3 separate regions of the Mus musculus genome follow, and regions 2 and 3 are each linked to region 1. The links are chromatin contacts, called in public promoter capture Hi-C maps. All regions are on one chromosome and are shown on one strand. The core of a region is the stretch at or near the end of the contact, and the rest is flanking DNA. Distances in the headings are between cores, read along the strand shown.

Evidence for each region. Promoter capture Hi-C pulls out the DNA fragments that hold promoters and counts their contacts. Capture Hi-C pulls out chosen DNA fragments and counts their contacts.
Region 2: a contact with region 1 is called in a promoter capture Hi-C map of pre-B cells, with 4 times the contacts expected there. The contact joins the promoter of Pqbp1 here to the promoter of Clcn5 in region 1. A contact is called at or near these places in 3 of 39 promoter capture datasets (the 3T3-L1 cell line, pre-B cells and stem cell-derived epiblast-like cells) and 1 of 484 Hi-C or Micro-C datasets (the C2C12 cell line).
Region 3: a contact with region 1 is called in a promoter capture Hi-C map of pancreatic islet. The contact joins the promoter of Otud5 here to the promoter of Clcn5 in region 1. A contact is called at or near these places in 2 of 39 promoter capture datasets (the SN4741 cell line and pre-B cells), 1 of 484 Hi-C or Micro-C datasets (embryonic stem cells) and 1 of 9 other capture datasets (pancreatic islet).

What each region holds. Positions count from the first base shown.
Region 1 is chrX:7,317,756-7,320,858 of GRCm38.p6, forward strand. Clcn5 (chloride channel, voltage-sensitive 5) reads right to left here and starts at 1,603. Exons shown (of 14, transcript NM_001243762.1): 1 at 1,351-1,603.
Region 2 is chrX:7,897,328-7,900,430 of GRCm38.p6, forward strand. Pqbp1 (polyglutamine binding protein 1) reads right to left here and starts at 1,673. Exons shown (of 7, transcript NM_019478.4): 1 at 1,444-1,673; 2 at 1,224-1,309. The coding sequence starts at 1,290. Timm17b (translocase of inner mitochondrial membrane 17b) reads left to right here and starts at 2,009. Exons shown (of 6, transcript NM_011591.5): 1 at 2,009-2,142. The coding sequence starts at 2,117.
Region 3 is chrX:7,840,264-7,843,366 of GRCm38.p6, forward strand. Otud5 (OTU domain containing 5) reads left to right here and starts at 1,568. Exons shown (of 9, transcript NM_138604.3): 1 at 1,568-2,447. The coding sequence starts at 1,854.

The sequences.
Region 1 (3,103 bases), core at 353-2,852:
AAATTAACGGGTGTGATTACCAGTTTGGGAGGGGGTGTCTTAGTTTGGTTTGGAAGTTTCATATATTAAGCACCCAGTACATTTAAACAAGTTTTTTAATAATTTATTTCCCTCATTGGGCATAAAAGCTAATTTGTATTTTTTTCCAGAAAGGCCCTCACCTTTTTGTCCTGAGGTGAATTCCTACTTCCATTGATTTTTACATAACCAACGTGTGCAACTCTGAAGTGGGAAAGCTAAAGCCCAAACGCTTAAGGCTAATACTAGTTGGAGAATAGTGTTGGCCCTCTTTAATGACCTCTTTTTCTTTAAAGAACAAAAAGGGTTCGTGTGTGCGCCAGTCCTCAAAACTCCAACAAAGACTGGGCTTTGGATGAGGAGAGGCTCCTGAAATCCAAGAAAAAGAGAGCTTAAACTCTAAGGATGAATTCACCAGGGAAAAGTGCTCCAATGAGTTTACCTGGAACATGGCTCAGTTTAAGTCGACTCCCCATCCCCCTCCTATTTTACTGTTAAGAAGTACTTACTGATCAGCACGTCGTGGAACAAGGGGAAATTTAACAGCTCTGAAATTCAACCCGGGAAATTACTAATACATTTATGAAGTATGTGTAAAGGGGAGTCTCACTGGTTTTTAATGCTTCACCTTCTGGCTTTCCCCTCATTTACTCGGCGCAGCTTCCACTGACGTTATCACAGGGCCACCCGTCCAACTTCAGTCAACTGATTTGTTCTGAAACGTTCATAAAGGTAAAAAGCACGTCAAAGTTAAGCTAAAGCTAAAGCTTTCTTTCCATTACTTGGAAAGGAGCTGGAGCGCGGGGCTCCAACCTCTGGAAGCAGCAGCTTAAGCGCATTGGGCGGCAAAGGGCGAAAACGCACACCAACTTCTTCGCCCAGACCGTCTGGACTGCACTTCGCTAAGAAGCCCTAGAAACCTGTGGCGGGTCCAAAGCAGGAGCAAGCCGAACCTGGCCTCGGCTGCGCTTTCCCAGCGAACGCCGCCCCAGCCCTGTCCTCTGGAGAAGCGACGCGGGCAGCCAAGCTCCCCGCTTTCAAAGCTGGGTGGGCTTGGCGCCGCTTGGCAAGGAAACTTCGATCGGCAGCCTGGGGACCCTGCTCCCCAGAACAGGGCTGGGCTGCCGAGGAGATGCCGCCCCGCTCTGGCAGGAACCAGGCTGTCCACCACCTCCTTCAGTGGCGGCCGGGCAGAGGGAACGCCAGCTCCGGGGACCGCGGTGGCAGGCGAGCGTTCTTCCCTGCTCGCCGTACCGGGGGGCTCCTCGGGTGGGCCGGCGGCCGGTGAGCCGGGAAGGACCTGTTGGGGAAGGGAAGCCCATTTGCCTTTACCTGTCACCGAGGTCCGGCGCGGCGGAGCCCGTGTCCACCGGCGGTGGGCAGCGCGCTCAGTCGGCTCTGGCGTTCCACACGGCGAGTAGAGCTAGCGCCCCACGTAGCCGGCAGAGCTTCATTCACACAGCCCAGCCGGGAGGAGGGGGAGCGGAGCGGGAGCGAGGCTCATGTGACAGGCGCCTTGGAGTATTAGCTCTGCCAAGACGGCGTCTGCGCATGCGCGCCACGGAGGGCCCGCTCCAGGCACCTCGGGCCGGCCAGGGGGGAAAGCGCCACCGAGAAGCAGCAGCTGGGAGGAGCTTCGGCATGCGCAACCGCAATAGGGTAGTCGGGCTTGCAGCCATATTTAATGAGGACTGGGCGGATCCAACCCAAATGCGGGGCGTGTCAGTTGCATTTGGGGGAAAAAAAAAGCAATGCTCCCTTCGGTTTCATTGTTTGCAGATTGCCTACCTTGGTTTTGCTTTTGTCTTTAGAACAAACTGTTTATCCTGAGTATCTTGCCCACAGCGGACATCAGACCACAAATTTAAGCCTCCCTTATGCCAGGCATTGTTCTGGCTAATATACTTTATTCGTTTCATTTAATGCTCACAAGAACTCATGAAGAGTGTGTCATTATCCGTTTTCCCTCATAAAAATACAGAGGCTCAGAAAGGTTACATAGCTTTTCCAATCTCACACTGTAGTAGCAATAAGAATAGTGATCAAATACAGTAGTGCTTGCAGGGGCCAATTTAATCCAACACAGGGAAATCTATACTGCAGTTACTTATAGGTATTATTGCCAATTTAATCATTGTCAAGCGAAAACTCAAGGTGACATATACTTCTAATCCCGATTCTTTGAGGTTGAAGGCAGGAGAATCGATGCGAGGTCATCCTAGGCTATATTGTAAGTTTGAAGGCAGGATGCTGTCTCAAAAACAGACAAACAAAACACAAAATAAAGCTCAGATTCCAACTGAGGTCTCTCTGTCTCCAAAGCCATTCCGAATAATTAGAAGAACTATCCTATCCTTGTGAGGAATGAACAGGTTATACAAATGGAGTGCAGCTATTAATTTATTGCAAGAACTAAGATTGGAATCCACATCATCAACACAAGTAATCTACCTAGAAGCCAAGTATTCAAATTCAAAATCCACTGTAGTAAATAGTATTTTTTTTTCTTGCAACAGGGACTCACTATTTAGCCTTGGATGCCTGAAACTCACCATGTAAACTAAACTGGCCTTGGGATCACAGATACTCAGCTGCTTCTGCCTCCCAAGCGCTGGGATTGTAGACCTGTGCCACACCCGTAGACTTTTTTTTTCTTTGAGAAGTTTATACAAGTATACAATAAACTATAATCTTATACGCTTCCATTTGCTCCCTCCAATTCTCCCCAAGAAATCCATATTTCCCCCAACACCTCCCCTCATAATTTCAAATTTCTTGTGTTAGTAACCCAATAAATCCAGTTAGTGCTGCCCATATTTGCAAGAGTGTGGGACCATTCGACAGACCAGGAAAAACCTACCAGAGGTCACACCCTCAAAGAAGAGCAATTCTCTCTCCCCAGGTGGGAAGCTATCAACTACCAATGGAATCTCAGTAAGAAATAGAGTCTGGATATCACCTCTCCCATCTCTGTAGGAATGTTGGTGGCTTGGTCTTGTTCAGGAGTCAGTGACCTTGTGGACAAAGGACAGTCTTTTACAGCACTCCTGTGCATCCTCCAGCTCCTGCATTCTTTCAATCTCCT
Region 2 (3,103 bases), core at 423-2,922, 580 kb after region 1:
TTATTTATTTATTATATGTAAGTACACTGTAGCTGTCTTCAGACACTCCAGAAGAGGACATCAGATCTCATTACAGATGGTTGTGAGCCACCATGTGATTGCTGAGATTTGAACTCAGGACCTTCAGAAGAGCAGTCAGTGCTCTTAACTGCTGAGCCATCTCTCCAGCCCCCAGATCATCTTTTTTGACTGTTAGCATATCATACGTGCCAGGCACTTAGGCAGCCTTAAATAAATGTTAATGGTTATGGTGCCCATCACCCAAGTACCTCTGCTGAGGTAAACATAGAGCATCAGCATCCTGTCACTGTATTTGGCACATAGGAGACTGCAGGATAGATCAGATGCCTTTTTGGACCCTTAATCCTAGCATTAGGAAAGCGGAGACAGGCAGATCTTGATGAATGCAAAGCCAGCCTGATATACAGAATGGGTCCCAGGCCTGCCAGAAGTACAGAATGAGACCATGTCTCAAACATTAATTAGTTAAATACCATGCAGTCATGGGTTTATTTTACTTATTTTCTGATACACACACATATATATACACATATATACATGTGTACATACACACACAGACACATGTATATCTGGCCTAGAATTCAGTATGTAAACCAGGCTGTCTCCTGTGATCCCTTTTACCTGCCCCAGCCATGCTGGGGACTACAGATGAATGCCACCATACTTATGTCTATTTGTTTTTTATTTTTTGAAGACTGGGTCTTGCCAAATTGCCATGTCTGGCCTTGACCTCCTGGACTCAAGCCATGTTTGTAGCTCAGCCTCCTTAGTACCTGAGATATTTGTACCTGCCACCGTGTCCACTTGATTCATGACTTAAATTAAAGCTATCCCTCCAGCCTTACACTTCACACAGCACCCACCAACCACGAAGAAGTAATGAATATCAGAAAAAATTATATTGACAACGAGATGCCTGCCAGGCCATGCAAGATACCAAGTATCAAAACCAAGGTGCCAGTCAAGGAGATATACTTCAATAGAGCGCATCCAAGAGCTCTGGTCTAACCCCAGCAGTACAAGGGGGCGGGGGAAGATGCACACTAGGACGGCAGAAGATGGCAGAGCACTTACTTAGCAAACACCTAGGTTCGACAGGGGCGGGAGGGGGCGGAGAAAAGGGGGAATAAAGAATAGAATAAACAGCAGAACGTCTATTAACACTGGCACATGATAGATGCATCTGCTTTTAGTTTTCTCACCCGGCTCCAGATGTTTGAGGATGCCCCTCTTCGCCAAGCGGGTCTGCAGCGCAACAGGAAGCGGCATAGTGGGTAGCTGACCAGACCTAGAAACAGACAAGACAGTACTGAAGGGCAGATCTGATTAACATTTCAATCTGGATAGCCAGTAACCACGCGTGTGTTCACACACACACACACACACACACACACACACACACACACACACACACACACACACCTACGTAACTGCAACAGTAGCTGGAAGAGAACAAAAATGCGTGCTAAAAGATAAAAGAGATATGTAGCAATATGGCCAGAATTAGGATCAGCAGAACTCTCCGGACCCAGGCACTGGAGACCGGATGGACCAAAGACCCAGTTCCTCTCTAGACCAAGGCTCCACCCATCACCCAAGGGACCAAGTGCCACACACCCGCAACCCAGAAATGGGATCACCCAACGTTCCTCAAAGTCCGCACGGTGGGCGGAACCAAGGCGCTAGGATGGGGGAGATACAATGCCAACGCCATCTCCAGCTTTAAAAGAAAGCTTACACCCCAGCCTTACCAGTACAACTGTGCGATTAGTCAAAGTCTATCTCCTTACCCTCCTCTCCCTCATTGGCACAGTGCTTACCAACACCGAAGGGCTCTTGGTTTAAAGCACAACAGGCTCCTCGACTCTCCCCAGGTGCAATTAACTGGTCGCATCCGACGCTTACATGGAACGGATGTGGCCCTTCTGGCTAGCCAATAAGAGCGCGCCGTTGGCCTTACGTAAGCAGAGAAGAACCAATTGTTCCCTTGGTCTACGTACAGCGCCTCAGAGCTTGTGGGCGTTTCGGAGCGGGAGGGGGACGGGGGGAGTGTCTCGCCCGCGCCACCGACTGCGCCAGGCCGGACTCTGGCGCCATGGAGGAGTACGCTCGCGAACCTTGGTACGGCGATGGGCACAGGCTTCGGGACAGTCCGCGCGACGCTCAGGCGGACAACGGGAGGCGGGCGGGGAAGGCAGGGGCTGCAGTGTCAAGTCCCTGACCCGGGAGGCTCGGAAACTTCACTGCCTCTGCGCATCCGGCATGGCCCCTCCCACTCGGACTTCGTCAAAAAACCGCCACCGTGGAGTGTCCCAGTATGTGCGGTGTGGGACAAACTATCGCACTGTTGCCCTGGCTCTTCTCCTAGACCCCCTTTGTGAGCCAAAAGAGAAACGCTGGGCAGATCCATTCCGGCGGTGAGGGAGGAGAGGCGTGGAGCCAATATCCACAGGGTTTCTTCGTGTCGCTTTTCTCAGGCTGGCTTTTGACATAGGATAGGGCATGTGTGAACTCACTGTGGGCTAAGCCAGATGGCACCTGGCTTTTCCGCACGGTCTTTTGATTTGTCCGATTTAGGTTTTAAAAGGACACAAGGGTTTCTCTGGACGTGCTTTTTGTGTCGAACCGAGTGTCAGTCACCCTGTTTATATTTTACTTAAATAACGTTTGCTAGTTAACACTATTGAAGCCTGACACGACAACTCCCCCCCCCCCCTCCCAGACACGGTTACTCTGTGGTGTAGCCCTGGCTGTCCTGGAACTCACTCTGTAGTCTTGAACTAAGAAATCCTCCTGCCTCTGCCCCCCAAGTTCTGGGATTAAAGGCGTGAACCACCCCTGCCAGGCACATGACAACTCTTACTGATTTTTGATAGTAACAAAAACCATTTTGTTTTTGGCTCCTGGTTCTAGGATTTGAGGGACTCTGTTCTTCAAATCTAGTTTCACGTAGAACTCTCTGAGAATACTGTATTGTCAGAAACAGTCATAGGGGCTCAGTGGTAGAGTAGTTGATTTAAGCAAGAGACAGATTGTGGGGGACAGGGGACCTAGATTCCAAAGCCATTTGATTTTTGATAAT
Region 3 (3,103 bases), core at 318-2,817, 520 kb after region 1:
CATTCCTAGTTGAGGGTGTCAGTTCCCTGGGACTGGAGTTACACATGGTTGTGAGCCCACATGTGGGTGCTGGAAATTGAACATGAGTCCTCGGAAAGTGATTAACTACTGAGCCATCTTACTCTTAACTATACTCTTAACTACTGAGCCGTTTCTCAAGCCCCTGGCTTTAAGCTCTTGCTCCTACTGCCTGAGCCTCCAGAGCCATGATAATACTAGTTTTGATATTGCACTTTTGTTATGTAATCTCAAAAGAGACAATGATTTGTACAAAGTCAATAGTTCATAATGATCCACGTGTGCCTAGAACTGATGTTTTCCTTATAAGGAATCAACGTCCAGGATTTTTCTGCACTACCACAGGTTCTAACTTATATAGCACTTACTGTGTACAATGCACAGAACCCGGCCATTTATTGGCTTTCATTTCTACCACATAGAAATTATTGCTGCTGGGTGGTGGTTTAATCCCAGCACTCAGGAGACAGAGGCAAGAGGATCTCTCTGAGTTGAAGCCAGCCTGGTCTACAGAGTGAGTTCCAGGACAGCCAGGGCTACACAGAGAAACCTTTTCTCGAAAAAACTAAATAAAAAAAAAAAAGAAAGAAAGAAAAGTTATCGCTAATCTATAGAGAAGTAGAAATAGAGACTAGATTGGGTGTGAACTGACTTGTTCCAAACACTCAGACATTAAGGGCCAAGATAGTATTAGCGTTTTAGCTGCTCAATATCAAGGAGTTTGCCAACACCACTGGGTGACACTAGCTGCTGACAGTCTTGTTTCGTAAATATTCTCTTTTCCTGAGTAAACTTTTGTTTTGTTTTGTTTTGGTGGTAGGGGGGGTGAAAAGCCTGTACCGAGCCTGCGCAATAGACAGACGCTAGAGGTGAACGTGAGGGTAAGAGGGCGGAGGTGACAGAGAAGGCGTGTTTTTCCGCCAAACACTATCAGTACGGTGCACGTCTGTCTATCGGTTGGCCCATCTGAAGTGATGGACAGCTTCGTGGAACTAATCACCGCAAGATTACGACTGTTGCCAGGGTGAAGTAGGACCCACCCTCTTGGGTTGGCGGATGGGAGGAACAGGAAGTGACGCCAGAGGGGACGCTGTGCTCTGGGAATGTTGATGTTTTCCAGTGAGTGTAACTGAGTTCCAGATGGAATCCTTGGAGAGCCGAGTCTTACTGTATATAGTAAGACAGACCGCTCTGTTTATGCACAGTGCCGACGCCTCTGAGCTCAAACCTCGGGGAAAGTAAAGCATAGACTGGGAGCCGAAAGGAGAAGCTGGGAAGAAGGCTGCCGACTTTGAAATTCGAGGCGGAGGACTTGAGAACGAGCGCTCAACCCGGATTGGCCAGTGGGTGTCGTCAAGGCTTTACGCGCCTCTTCAATTGGCTGGTGTCTGCAGTCGTCCCGGCGGGCGAGCCTTTTGCCCACGTACTTCCGTGCAGGGGGCGGGGCTGCGTCCTGTTGTGCATGCGCACAACCAGGAAGCCCCACCCGGTAGTTGAGGAACCTGCGGAGGGGCGGGGCGAAGCGGTGCTTGTTTTGGTTGTGTTTCCTCTGAAGCCGAATCCCGGAACCAGGTAGCAGAGAGCTCGGCCGGCCTTGGAGGGAGACAAGGCTGCGACCAATCCGTCTCCGTACCGTCCCACTGGACTTCACATCCGGGATCTCCTCCTGGGCGTGACCCGCGTCCCGTCTGCGGTCCTCGAACCGGTGTCCTGATCTCTTTATCCAGGCCTTGCTGTTCCCGTCGTGCCTCGCGCACGACCGTAGCCCCCTCATCCGGGTTCTCTCCCGGCGTTCTCCGCGTTTGCTTTGCTGTGGGGTACTTGGCGGTGCCGCCATGACTATTCTCCCCAAAAAGAAGCCGCCACCTCCCGACGCCGACCCGGCCAACGAACCGCCGCCGCCCGGGCCGCTGCCCCCGGCGCCTCGGCGCGGTGCGGGTGTAGGCGTGGGTGGCGGCGGCACGGGTGTGGGCGGAGGAGAGCGCGACCGTGACTCCGGCGTCGTGGGGGCCCGTCCCCGGGCTTCGCCGCCACCTCAGGGCCCGCTCCCGGGGCCGCCTGGTGCTCTTCATCGTTGGGCACTGGCCGTGCCGCCTGGCGCAGTCGCGGGCCCTCGGCCACAGCAGGCTTCTCCACCTCCTTGTGGGGGCCCCGGTGGCCCCGGCGGCGGTCCTGGTGACGCTCTTGGTGCGACAACTGCGGGGGTGGGCGCGGCAGGGGTGGTGGTGGGCGTGGGTGGTACCGTGGGCGTGGGCGGCTGCTGCTCGGGGCCCGGGCACAGCAAGCGGCGGCGTCAAGCTCCCGGCGTTGGCGCAGTTGGCGGGGCCAGTCCGGAACGTGAAGAGGTCGGAGCGGGCTACAACAGTGAAGACGAGTATGAAGCTGCCGCAGCGCGAATCGAGGCCATGGATCCCGCCACTGTAGAACAGGTAAGGGCTGGAAGGTGAGGGGCTGTTGGGCAGAAACAGCGAGTGAGTCTACCAGGCTGAGAAGGAGCGCAAGAAAATGTTTGAGATTGGTCCAAGAAACCCAGGTCTTGATGCTGGGCTTGACATTCTTTCCTGGTGGTGGAGGCATGGCTTCCCCCGAGGACTTGATAGGGGCTCTAAGTTAAGTAAGTTAAAGTACTCTTTTGCAGTCCTGAGATCTTCTCTAAGTGACTGGCATTGGGAATTCCCCAGGAGTCGCAGATACGATGGAGCCCTTCCTTAGAGGAAGCTCTCAGGCCTCTCTAAGGGACTTTGGTTCAGTAACTTTTTCCTTTAGGACAAGTGTGAGATTCCCTCCCGCAAAGAACTCGAATTAAGGTGGTGTCCTCAGAGAAATAGTCTAAGCATACCCAAGAAACTTAAACCCTTGATGTAGGAAGGACCTCTCTCTTTTGCTGAGTCTGCTCACCAGCCATGTGGCCTCCTCAGGAGTCCTAAGCCTGTATTTGGGGACCTAGACTTGCTTGTAGAATTGAAGGTTTAGAGTATACCCACACACCTTTTAGATAGTGATTTCCAAAGTATCCCTCCAGTGTTGTGAAACGTCTTTCTGGAAGATAAAATTCTCAGTGGCTTAGGGACAAAGGCCAAAACCA